Regions from separate parts of the Mus musculus genome. Here region 2 is linked to region 1. Evidence: chromatin contacts called from public HiChIP or PLAC-seq data. All regions are on one chromosome and are shown on one strand. Each heading gives the region's core, a stretch centred on a gene start, on an enhancer-like site or on the middle of the called end of the contact. The rest is flanking DNA. Distances are from core to core; before and after follow the strand shown. Region 1 has its middle 15 kb from the start of Gm52538. Region 2 overlaps Vapb (vesicle-associated membrane protein, associated protein B and C).

The links. HiChIP or PLAC-seq counts read pairs in DNA pulled down with a chosen protein or histone mark.
Region 2: a FOXA1 HiChIP or PLAC-seq map of pancreatic cancer cells shows a contact between it and region 1. The contact joins two enhancer-like sites. A contact is called at or near these places in 3 of 115 datasets of contacts at active chromatin or transcription factors (double positive thymocytes, memory CD8 T cells and pancreatic cancer cells).

The regions. Positions count from the first base shown.
Region 1 is chr2:172,961,429-172,967,738 of GRCm38.p6, forward strand. No RefSeq gene overlaps it. Among named protein-coding and RNA genes, the nearest start is that of Gm52538, 15 kb to the right of the region's middle. Within about 2 kb of position 3,968, at least 61 of the 459 cell types and tissues checked have an H3K27ac peak or open chromatin away from gene starts, as enhancers often do. A contact at or near this core is called in memory CD8 T cells and pancreatic cancer cells, where this site is marked.
Region 2 is chr2:173,739,899-173,746,130 of GRCm38.p6, forward strand. All of the region lies in intron 1 of Vapb (vesicle-associated membrane protein, associated protein B and C), which reads left to right. Among named protein-coding and RNA genes, the nearest start is that of Vapb, 5.4 kb to the left of the region's middle. Within about 2 kb of position 4,378, at least 48 of the 459 cell types and tissues checked have an H3K27ac peak or open chromatin away from gene starts, as enhancers often do. A contact at or near this core is called in memory CD8 T cells and pancreatic cancer cells, where this site is marked.

The DNA.
Region 1 (6,310 bases), core at 2,718-5,217:
TTCACCGAGTCTCTTAACTCTTTTTAAACTTTGTTCTCCTGGCTGGGAAATCCCGGCTGATGGCAGTGCAAGCCTTGGACGCTGTCATTTCAAGCCTGGGGTGGAGAGGTGGGAGGTGTGCTGCTACAATGGCAGTACAAGCCCTTGTAAGCTGGGGTGGAGGCAGGGTTTGGGGGGGGGGCGCAGCCATGGGAATTAAAGGGGAAGGGGTGAATATTCAAACGTCATCTGTGTTTAAAAACAGGAAAACAAAAATGAAGGGCGCTACGGAGACACCTCAGTCGGTCAAGTACTTACTAAGCCAGCGTGGGACTTGAGTTTGATTCCCAGCACCTATGAAGAAAAGGAAGAGCAGAAAGGTTAGCCAAGTGGCTCGCACCTACAGTCTCCAGGCTGAGGAGGTGGATGCAAGCAGATGCCTGGAGTGTGCAGAACAGAAACCAGTGAGGCTAGCGGGATTCTCCTACTCCAGGTTCAGTGAGAGAGAGACCCTGTCTCAAAAAAATAAGAAGTAAAAAATAAGACAGGAGATTGTCAAAGACACTGGATGTCAACCTCTGGCCGCACACTTGAACATGGGTACACACTCGCGGGGGCACATGCGTGCACACACCCCACACACATGTCCCAGCTGCTGGGGAAGCAGAGACAAGAAGATGAAGCGCTCTGTACTTTGCTTGCCAAGGGCTGCAAAGCTCAAAGCCTCCGAGTCTGCCACTCTGTGCTGGGGAGCGTCTGTGAAGTGCTTTAAGCTGGCTATGTAGTTACATGATTGCAATTGCAGTCCTTGGGAGTCTGAGATGAGGCACTCCTCCAGGTTAAGTCTAACCTGAGCTACATAGTGAGACCTTTTCTCAAAATCAAAACCAAATTGTCTTCTCACATTAAAAAGGTGAGAGTTTGGGGCTGGAGAGATGGCTCAGCAGCTATGCTCTTCCAGAGATCCTGAGTTCAAATCCCAGCAACCACATGGTGGCTCACAACCATCTGTAATGAGATCTGATAGCCAGACAGCTACAGTGTACTTATATATATATTTCCAGAACCACATAGTGGCTCACAACCATCTTTAATGGGATCCAATGCCCTCTTCTGTTGTGTCTGAAGACAGCTACATTATACTCACATACATTTAAATAAATAAATAAACAAACAAACAAACAAATAAATATTTTCTTTAAAAAGATGAGAGTTTATTACAGATACATATATAGATAAATATCTAGTACATACGTGTGTGTGTGTGTGTGTGTGTGTGTGTGTGTGTGTGTGTGTGTGTGAAAAGACACCCCATGGAAAGGCTTTGATAGTATCTATGGCTTTCTATATCCAGGTGATTCTGTCTCCACATAGCCCTATATGGGATCCTGATAAAGAAGACGTGGGAGGGACAATTGTCTCTGCTGGCCCAATCCCCAGACCCCAGACAGCAGTGACAACTTTTTCAACCTCAGCACCAGGCCAGTTCGGGCTCCATATGTGGTCAGAGGAAGCAAAAATCGCTCTGAGCATGGGCTCCCACACTTCAGCAGTGGCTCTCAGGCCGGAGGGGCCAGGCTTTTCTGACCCAGGGCAAGCAGTTCCCATTTGTCCTCAGAGCCATGCCCAGGTACAGTCCCATCCTCCTGCCTCCATCGGGACTCTTTGTCCTCCTTGGCTTAGGGTCTTACACTTCCCAAGCAGCTTTCTGAGGGGAGCTTCGTCTATACAATATCATCTGGTCACCCCCAAAAGCTTATGAGTAATGTGCCTGTCTCCTTCCTGATAAGTCCCGGGGCACAGCCCTCTTCCTGCCTCAGGCCCCAACAAGACTTGCAGGTTCTGGTGGGCAGCTGTGAGATGGGGTACCGCTGAGCTTATCCAGCTAGGTAAAACAATTTACAGAGAAGAGGTGAGAGACCGACATGCTTCCTGAAGGCAAAGACTCAGGCCACACAGGCAGGTGAGCACAGACCGAGTGCAGGGAGTAGTCGGGAGTACCCCGAGAGACTCCTCTTCTCGGAGACCCAGTGGCTTCTACACCTGTGGGATGCTTGCCCTGTGCATCCCTCCGCAAGGCAGGAGGGGAGAACTTTGCCTTCCACAGGATCCTGTCACCCAGCTGCCTTCACAGACCTCGTGAGCATCTACACTACCATCCGCAGTGACAACAGATCCCTGGCTACACCCACGAGTGTCTGTGGGGAGGGGCGGCCTGTGTGGCTCAGGAAACCCCTGGCTGGCCAAGAACTTCTTAACAAGTGTTTACTTTATTAATTTTTTAATGCGCATTGTTGTTTTGCCTGCGTGGATAAGGATGGCAGCTCCCCCTCTGGAAGAGCAGTCGGTGCCCTTAACCACTGAGCCATCTCTCCAGCCCCAGCCAGGAGCTTCTTAAAATTACCTGCACACAGAAGACATTCAGTTGGAAATCGAACTGGAGCTACATTCTTCAAGCTACTGGGACCATCCGCATAATCTTTTTTTTTTTTTTTTTTTTTTTTGGTTTTTCGAGACAAGGGTTTCTCTGTATAGCCCTGGCTGTCCTGGAACTCACTTTGTAGACCAGGCTGGCCTCGAACTCAGAAATCCACCTGTCTCTGCCTCCCATCCGCATAATCTTAAGATGCTAACTTCTATGTCTGGTGCGGTGGTGGTAACCCCTACCTAATGACTGGCTCTTGCTGCCACAGAGCATTTAGGGAACTCTGGGTAACTGAGCTTCCGCCCGCAATCACTGAACCAGGGAGACGGCTCTGCTGCTGGGAACACATTTGGAAATTGGACTAAAGTGTTGCTTACAGCGCTTGCCTGATGTGAGCGAGGCCCCCAAGTTCAACATCCAGCACCACACAGAGACACTAAACAAACAATGTTCCCAGAAGTCTGCGCTGGCACAGCAGCCTCTAACAAGGGATGCGACCTCACTGTGCCAACTCTCCTTCCTCTCTGTGCCTCGGGTTCCTTACTGGTATATGGCTCACAGACACAGGCTCAGATTCATCAGTTGTTAGGGAAGTACTTAGTTAGACAGGCCTAGGACTCGGTTGATAGGGTACCATCTGCCCTTCCAAACGGATTCCACTTCTCAGTGTCACCACTTAAGAATTTCAGTGCTGTGAGCGTTTGTGACTGAGTAGCCCTGTCAGCCTCCTAAGCACCTACTGAGAGGGCCTCACCGGGAGCCTCTGCAGCTGGCACGGAAGAAGACCCCGTAAGGGTGCACTCCTGCAATGCAGCACTGGGCGTGCGGGTGCAGCACTGGGGAGGCAGAGAGAAGAGGGTCTCTGGGGTTCACTGACTAACCAGCCTGGCATAATTGGTGAGCCTCAGGTCCCCAGTGAGAGAGAGTCTCTGTGTTTGGCATCAGAGGAATAGCACCTAAGGATGACTCTGGCCTCCACAGGAACATGTGAGTACGTGTGAGTGCACACACAAACACACACAGAGACACACACAAACACACATAGTTACACACATACACATACACAGACACAGACACACACAGACACACACACAGAGACACACACAGACACACACACACAGACACACACAAACACACATAGTTACACTCACAGACAGACACACACATACACAGACACAGACACACACAGACACACACACAGAGACACACACAGACACACACACACAGACACACACAAACACACATAGTTACACTCACAGACAGACACACACATACACAGACACAGACACACACAGAGACACACACAACACACCATTAGGGAAAACAAGGGAAGGGTAAAGGAACATTCCTGAACTGCTCATGTGTTTGAGGAAGGACTTTACATCTTTCATTCATGTTTCAACATTTATTTATTTATGTCTCAGTATTTATATGACCTTCACGATCGAGAAGTAATATCAGCAGAATCGCCTGTGGGAAAGCAGCCGGCGCTGTGCTCTGAGGAGGGGGTGGGGATGAACTGTGGAATCCTGGCTGCCCGGATCACAGGTCACATTCCACTGCAGTGACCTGGAAGGAGCTGCCCAACCTTTCAGAAGGAATCTCAGAGCGGCTAGTGTGCCTTTCTGGGGGTGACCTGAAGGCTGGGTTGGGGCGTGCCTTCTGAGTCAGAGGTGTAGGCAGTAAGGGAAAAGGGCCTCAGATGCTGTGCCAGCCTTCCTGCGCCACCAGAGACCACGGCCTTCTGGGACAGGGAACAGAATGTGTTGCATCAAGGTGGAAAAGAAGACAGTGGAGGGACGGAGAGCCAAGGTGGGCCCAGTCCTCTGTAGCCGCCCAGGCCTCTCCAGACCTTCTTCTCTGCATCCGGGGTCTGTGAGATGACTGGGCTGCTTGGACGCATTTAGACATGGAATCACCCTGGGGTGTATCATTGCTCGCTCCCTGCAGCTAGAAGCCTGATAGTCGGTGTGGTGCTACAATCTCAGATTCTACAGGTGAAGGTGAGAAAACCAGAGGCTAGGGCTACATATTAGATCCTACATCAAAAGAAAAGAGGGCGAGGGAGGAAAAGAGAGAAGAAAGGAGGGAGGGAGAAAGGGATGGAGAGAGGGAGGGAGGAATGGAGCGAGGTATGAGGAGAGGGAGGGAGGGAGGCAGGAAGGGAGAGAGGGATGGAGGGAGGGAAGGAAGGAAGAAGGGAGGGAGGGAAGGAGAGAGAGAGGGAAGAAGAAAAAATAGTATGCCTGGGTTTGGGGTACAGCTCAGTGGTAAAGCCCTTGGCTAATCTGTGTGAGGTTCTAGGTTCCACGCCCAGTACCCCTCACAACCTCCAGGGATGCACCCCACATTGACTAACTCAAGAAATTCCCTTCTTTAAATAAATAAATGAAGAGACATTTCCTAAAACTTGGGGGACAGGAACCCCAGTTATCTGGGGCTGTCACTAGTATGACTGAAGCCCTGCCCAAGCTCGGTTCCCAGCTGTGTACAATAAAATAAGAGAGCTTGAAGACATTTAAACAGTTTAATCTGAATCGCACAGATCAGAAATGGTGGGCTTTATACACTTGGACATTTCTGGAGTGCTTTCCAATTTTCACAAGCTGTGTGTTGAGTTTAAACTCATAGTAGACTGAAATCATCACAAAACCAAGCAAGAAATAAAGTAGCCACCATGCAGGAGTGTCTTTGCTGGAGAAGCACGCCACAGGCCGTGGGGATTTGAGTGAGTAATATCCCCGAGTCTCCTGTGCGTGAACACTTGGTCCCCAGTAGCAGTTTTGAGACATTTAGGAGGTAGAGCCATGCTGGAGGAAGTGTGTCACTGAGGGTGGACTTTGAAGATCCACACTTCATCTCACTTCCTGTTTCCTCTTCCCCTCCCCTCTCCCTCTCTCTGTTTCGTATGTATCCCTGTTCTAATGCTATGTCCTTCCCCATTAGTGGACTCTAACCCTCTCAAACAATAAACCAAAATATGCCCCCCTCCTTAAAGTTGCTTTTGATAATGATGTTTTATTACAGCAACAGAAAGGGAGCTAACACAGAACACATTTTCACTGGGTGCTTATGAAACACCATGCCCTGCTCAACTATCTAGGTCCCAAGAGGCTTCGAGGCCTCCAGGCAACACCTAGCCTAGGGTTCCGATTTGAACTCATATTTTAGAATGAGTGGATGGATGGATGGATGCACAGATGGGTAGATATATAGATGGATGGGCAGATGGATGGATGGACAGACAGACGGATGGCTGGATGGATGGGTGAGTAAGTGAACAGACAGACAGGTGGATGGGAATGAGAACTTTGTATATATACTTCTTTTTGTTCTCTCCCCATCCCCTTTGAGGCCACATCTTACCATGTAGTGGAGGCTGGCCTGGAACTCACTATATAGCTCAAGCTTCCCTTTAATTCTTTATCGTCCTGCCTCAGTGCTCCTGACTACTGCAATTCCCATCATGCACAGCTCCACCTGTTTTGCCCATTTGCACATATACTCTGTGTGTGTGTGCATTTGCATGAGAGAGTGAGCATGTGTGAGCAGGTGTGCATGCAGGTGTGTAGAGGCTTGAGGACAGTGAGGACAGTCCCTTGGGCCATGTACTTTGTCTTTGAGATCAGGGCCCTCATTTGCCTAGAGGTCACTGACTAGGCTAGGCCGGCTGGCCAGTCAGCCGGGGTTCACTCCTGGGGTTCACTCCTGGGGTTCACTTGCCTTCCTCCTAGCACTCAGACTACACATACACACACCACCATTCTTATTTTTGCCTGAGTCCTGTGTTTGGGACTCAGCGCCTCATGTTTGAAAGCCAAGTACTTGAGTGACTGAGCTGCCCAGCCCTTTAAACACACTTTCAGAGCTGCCCCACACTTGTGAGGTAGAAACTTAGGTGGTGTG
Region 2 (6,232 bases), core at 3,128-5,627, 780 kb after region 1:
CTTACCCGTGACATGGCACATTTATCCCATTGCTCTGCCTCTGTGTGTCAGAACCCAGGACAATTCAAATCCAGTTGGTTGGTCTCGCCTCCTCTTCTCCGACACCCACCTCTCCTTTGCATCCAGGGAAAAAGGGGGCAGATGAGGTGACCCAGACTAGAGTGTGTTAGGAAACAACTTCCCAGGGTGTGGGAGGTCAGATCGTGACAGAGTATCACTGAATCTGGTTACAAAGTTCCAGTGACAGCAAGGGGGAAGCAGATAGGAGAGTCCGGCATAGACAATAGTGTGCATAGAGGTCCAAAAGTGGGAGTACTTGCTTCTTGAGAGTGCTGTGGGTAGAAGGTGTGGGGCGGAGTAGAGGGCCAGACTGGCCAGTACATGAGAGTCAGATCTACACACCCACTTGACTGACCTTCCTCAGGTTGATGCCTGAAGCCCCCACACACTGCTGTCTCTGAAGGAGGGGACACCAGTGTTCCAGCTCTTCCAGTTTAGCATGTGTGACCTTGCCTGCCATTTGCTCTCTTACCTTTGGGTTGGTGGCAGTGCTAAGAAGGTGACACTTCTCCAGCCAACATCGCTGGTTGGCAAGGAGATAGTCCAAAGGTTTGGTGTCCAAACGTCCTTACTCTGGAAGAGTCGTCCAGGGATGTGTGGAGACTTGATGGGGGTCTTGGGAGTGCCAGCCATACATTAGCGTGTAGCCCTTGCCTTGCGGATGAAGTCTCACTAAGCCTTCCAGGCTGGTATGGGGTGCGTGGCTTTCCTGCCATAGCTTCCTGGTGCTGGGATTGGTGCCACCAAGCCCAACTGGGGTGTTGAGTTTCTTGGTTTGTTTGCTTGTTCCTTGGTTTGAGTGCCAAGACATAGAACGAGAGACCCAGCAAGTTGGCTCATTATGTTAAGGGAATTCATTTCAGGGTGAGGACCTTCAGACTTAACTGGTCTCCTTCATGTTATCCAGAATAATGTCTCTGATTTCTGAGGTTCCTGTAAATGAATTACACGTACAAGCTAATCAAAGTACTTGTCATCCAGGGAATCATGGGTCTTTTGCTACAGTTGAAGATGATGCTATGGGATTTAGTATTTGTCGTTAATCTTGGGAATTTTGCGTGATGTGTTAAATTTAAATATGTTATAGTCTGGGCGTGGTGGTGACACATGCCTGTAAACTAAGTACTTTGGAAACTAAGGTAGGAAGATTGTGAATTCAAGATCAGATTGGACTACATCTCAAGATAACATAAAATAAAATAAAACCAAACACAAAAACAGCTGAAGTGTGATATAGTTCAGTGGTAGTGGGCTCTTGGTTCAATCCCTAGACACACACACACACACACTGCATGTGCACATACAAGTACACACACATGTATATACACACAGCTGCCTATGCACCCACAAGTACACACATGCAATACACAGGCAATACACATACACACATATTCACACATGTATGCACACACGTACATGCACATGCACACACAATTACAGACGAAAACAGCCTACAGGTTCCTGTGCTTTTTTTATTTCTGGGGACCATGCCACATTGCACTGTAGTGAATACCGAGGAGGGCTGCTAATGGGAAGACACAGAGTCTGATCTTCATGAGCCATACTTCCTGAGAGAGTTAAAGGCTTCAGAAGCTTGTGGTAGGAGCGTTCCCTTCTGTTTTCTCCATCCAGGCCGGGTAGGGTCTGACTGCCTCTTACATCCTCCTGGGAGCTCTGACTTATGTCTACGTCTAGCCTCTCAAAGGTTTGTCTTTCCTTTCTCTCCTGTTGGATCTCCTCTGTGGTATGTGATGCCTTGTATAATTTAGGTCATTGTCCAGGAGTCAACACTCCCACACCAAGTTCTATTGAAGTCATAGCCGGGAATGATAGCTAAACACCTTACTGGGTTGAGACACCAACCTGTTGTGGGTTCAAGGCCTCCTTGCCTTGTTCTGGCAAAAGCTGGTTCAAAGCCAGTGACAATTTGGAAGTCAGACGCAGCTTACGTACCTAGGTAGGGGCACTCACTTGAGCACTCCAAGCTTGTGGGTAGACACTGTCTTTTGTATGGAGAGAAGAGTCTTAGACTTGTTAGTTCAGGTCATGGAGTTGGTATAATACAAATGTGGTGGGAAGAAACCAGAAGTGGTCTCCCAACCAGAGGCTATAGTCCTCACCGGCAGGAATTACCTTTCCACTGTTTGCTCGCTCGCTCGTTCGCTCGCTCAGTGGGTCAGAGCTCTGGTTTCCTTAACATTTCAGGATCCTGTTGGCAGCCAGTGCTTTACAGCACAACAAAATGTCAGCAGCGTGCTTAAGGTTCTTTATGGCCGTGGTTTAAATCCATCCTGAATAGATCATCTTCATGTATTTAATTATTAACCAGCTTGCTCATCACAAAAGCGAGTGGCATTAAGTTTACTGGGCTCGCGTCAAACTTAAATCTTCCCTGACAGCACTGTTTACTTCTGAAGCCTTCTCCCTCGGAGAAGAATGAACTAGACGGTAACTTTCTCTTCTCTTCTTCTTTTTCTTAAAAACATTTGTGCAGCCCTCGGCCTTGTACTTGGAAGGCAGCCTGGTTCTCTGTGAGGGCTCGTGTCGGGCAGCCTGGCAATTCCCTAGTAACTTTTCATCACTGTGTTGACTTATTGAAGTAATTAGTCTAAACTGATGCTTCTTAAAGAGCCCAACTCTTACGCAGCATTAATGCCATTTTTTATTATTACCCTTTCCTCCACAGAGATTTTTGTGCCTGCAGTCTTAGGCTAAGTAGTTAGAAATGAGGGGTGGGACAAGGGAGTAAGTTCCAGAGAATGTTAGAACTAGAAACTTGAGTTTTAAGATGAAGAACTTCCTCCCACACTGCTCCATCTATCTCTCTATTTGGTAAAACTTTGCCATCTGAAGGCTGACCTGGCCTTGAAGGAGCACTGCTGTCTGCGAGATGACAGAAGATGAACACAGACGAGCCTTCCATTAGTCAGGATGAGCTTGCCGTGGAGTCTTTCATAAAATAAGAGCCTTGAATTGTACTAAAACAAGGGTGCATTATGGTGCCGGCGTGTCTCGTTTTCTGTCATTTCAGGGCCTTCTCGGCCCACGCACGGTCAGCACATCACACCCAGAGAGCTTTGGCCTTGTTCACTGGTTCTTTGAAGCCTTTACCAGGGGACCTGGGCAGCTCTACCTCAGAAACAAAAGTGGCTTAGAGAGCCTTGCTCACTGAACTAGATGGTCATTCCAGGATTATCTTAAAAAGTAATGGCGTGGTAATAAAATACCTCCTGGAATTCTCGTTTTTAAAAATGCTAAATGCATCCTTTAAACGGAAGCTGTTGTTGACTGGAAACAGGCCCTCAGGGGTACTTCAGGGTTTCTCCCATGCATGGGGTATCTGGAGTCACTGCTGTTAAAGTATATAGTCTCATAAGAAATTTTTCATTATTTATATATAATATTAAGAATACACATTCACTGTTTAAAATTGGTTGTCTAAAAGGATATTTAGTACATGTTTCTCCTACCCCCTCTACGATAGCTCCTTAGTGCTGGTTCACACAGTTTCATTCTCTGTAGAGTGAGATGGAAGGTTTGCAGCTATGAATAAATGGCCATCAGGGTAATTTCTTTTATTTTGAAGGAAGGTCTTACCATGTTTAATTTTTAAAAAGATGTATTTATTTTTATGTGCTGTCTGTGCATGCATGCGTGTCTGTAGGAAGGTGTCAGATCCTTTGGAACTGGAGTTTCAGAGCAGTTGTGAGCTGCCATGTGAGTGCTGAGAATCAAATCCGGGTCCTCTGGGAGAATGGGCAGTGTTCTTAACTGCTGAGCCACCTATCCAGCTCTGACATTTTAAAAAGTATTATGTACAAGACTTGCATGCTCTCCTTCACTGGGTAGCCTTGAATAATCTTTTCAAGAAAGATCACTTGGTTCAACTTAATGAAGCCTGTGTCCTTTGAGTACTTATGGGAGCATGGCAGGCACAAATCCATCCTGCCTGTGTTTACTAAGAGCAAGGACTCCTTTCAGAGTTTTGATGTGACTCCAGCACAGTAGCTAGGGACCTGTCACTCCTTCATGTGTAATTTCCTAATGTTAGGTCATCTTTTGACCCTGTAGAGACTAGTGACTGCAGCATGTGCACCCTTCCTTCTTGGGAAGACCAGCCCGTCCTGTCAGGGTCTGTGGCATTTATAACTGCCTCCCCAGAGACCCTGGACAAGAGCAGGTTGTGGTTCCAACCACCTCTTGGGTGTTGGGTGTCAGCAGAGCTCATGAATGATAGAGGTTTCCTCAGCTTACAGAGACTGACAGAGTGTGAGTCACCCAGAAGGCACTGTCTAAGGTAAACAGCCCTCCCAGGTGCAGCACAGCCTTTCCCTGCTGATCCCTGAACCTTCCTGTATGAGCCCTCAGCAGAGAAGCAGGGCAGGGTGAGTTACTGGTGACTAGTGGCATCCCTCCTGTGGGTAGAGGGCAGCTTAAGGTTCTGTACTTGGTGTGCCCAGAATGACGACATGAAGCTAGCGGTGAGCTCAGGGTAGCTTGAGGTGCACCCTGTTGTGTCACGTGTGGGATGATATTTATCCACAGTTGTGGTACTTGGGCATCCTTCCTTTTATAGCATCCGTGCCCTCAGTACCACATTCTCCTTGCCCTCGTCTCTTCCTGCCAGCTCATTGAGTGGCACTCACATCTGTGCTGAGCAGCCATGACAGGCCATGACTGTCGTGGCCACCTCTACCCTGTTCCCTCTGTGGTAGGCTTGCTTTGCTCTGACTGACTAATAGCCTCTTAACAGATCTTCCAGGCTGAGGCCTGTCTTTCTCCACATACAACTTTCAGAAATGCAAATCTAATCATATTTTGCTTAAGTTTGTTAATGTTGCCCAGTGGCCAGTAGAGTAAAGATTGTATCCTTTAACAGATGAAGTATGACTGTCACTTCACTTCAGTGTCATCTCCCTTCTAGTCTGTGCTCACCTTGGCCACGGGACTTTGATGACACAGACCATCTTCCCTGCTCTCCTGCCTAGTTCTGAGGCGCTGTCGCTCTCTGTCTCTCTTTTGCTCTTGCTTTCTCTTCTTCATTGCTCCAGGATGAGGTCTCACACTTGACCCTGTGTGTTTTCCTTGGTGTACTGTGTTAGTTGGGACCTGTCTCTTTCCTCCCCAAGCCTTGTGTAGCCAAACGACTGGGCACAGTGTGTTCAGCCCAGGGCTTCTTGCTCCCTGATTCTTCCCCAGGCCTCTCCTCTCTTGTCTCCTGTCTCCTCCATCCTTGTTCCATGTACCTGTGGTGCCCTTTCCTGAAAAGAGCCCTTCTCCCTCCATCCTCACTTGGCTGATCATTCTTTACGACAGCTGAGTGTACAGTGACATATTACTTCACAGCTTCTCTTTGCCTTTGTACCCCTCTCTTTACCCCTCTGTGGACTCTATCCATTACCAGGTTTCTCTCTGTGACGCCTACCCGACTTGTCCTTGGCTCTCCTGGAGACTTGCTGGCCTCTTTTTGTTTCTGTTTCCATACATCAGGATTCTGGCCTTAGGCTTCTCTTATCTTGCCCTTTCAACTGTGTTTCAACACAGTGCCCTAACTACTCTGTAGGTCCTGGAGGTTCTTTGGCTCTTTTGGCTGGGTTGAGCTCCTGCCAACCTGGTTGTCCTGGAAACTGTAGACTTAGCCCACCCCAACCTCCTTGGTGATTCTTACCTCTGAATCTGACCCTGTGTCTTGGGAATGTTCTCACGTCCAGTTAGGCCGACATCCTCAATTCCCTTTCCCCCATGCTCACACCTGTGACGCCATTTAAATCATTAAAGTACCAGCCTGTTCACTGCACACACCCTTCAGCGTGTAGTACTGTGTTCTCAGTACCAGCCTGTTCACTGCACACACCCTTCAGCATGTAGTACTGTGTTCTCAGTACCAGCCTGTTCACTGCACACACCCTTCAGCATGTAGTACTGTGTTCTCAGTACCAGCCTGTTCACTGCACACACCCTTCAGCATGTAGTACTGTGTTCTCAGTACCAGCCTGTTCACTACACACACCCTTCAGCATGTAGTACTGTGTTCTCAGTACCAGCCTGTTCACTGCACACACCCTTCAGCATGTAGTACTGTGTTCTCAGTCTTCCAGCTTCTGCCATACTTTGAACTGTTGTGTATACAGTTGACAGACTCATTTCTTTAGCGCTGGGGACTGACTGGATC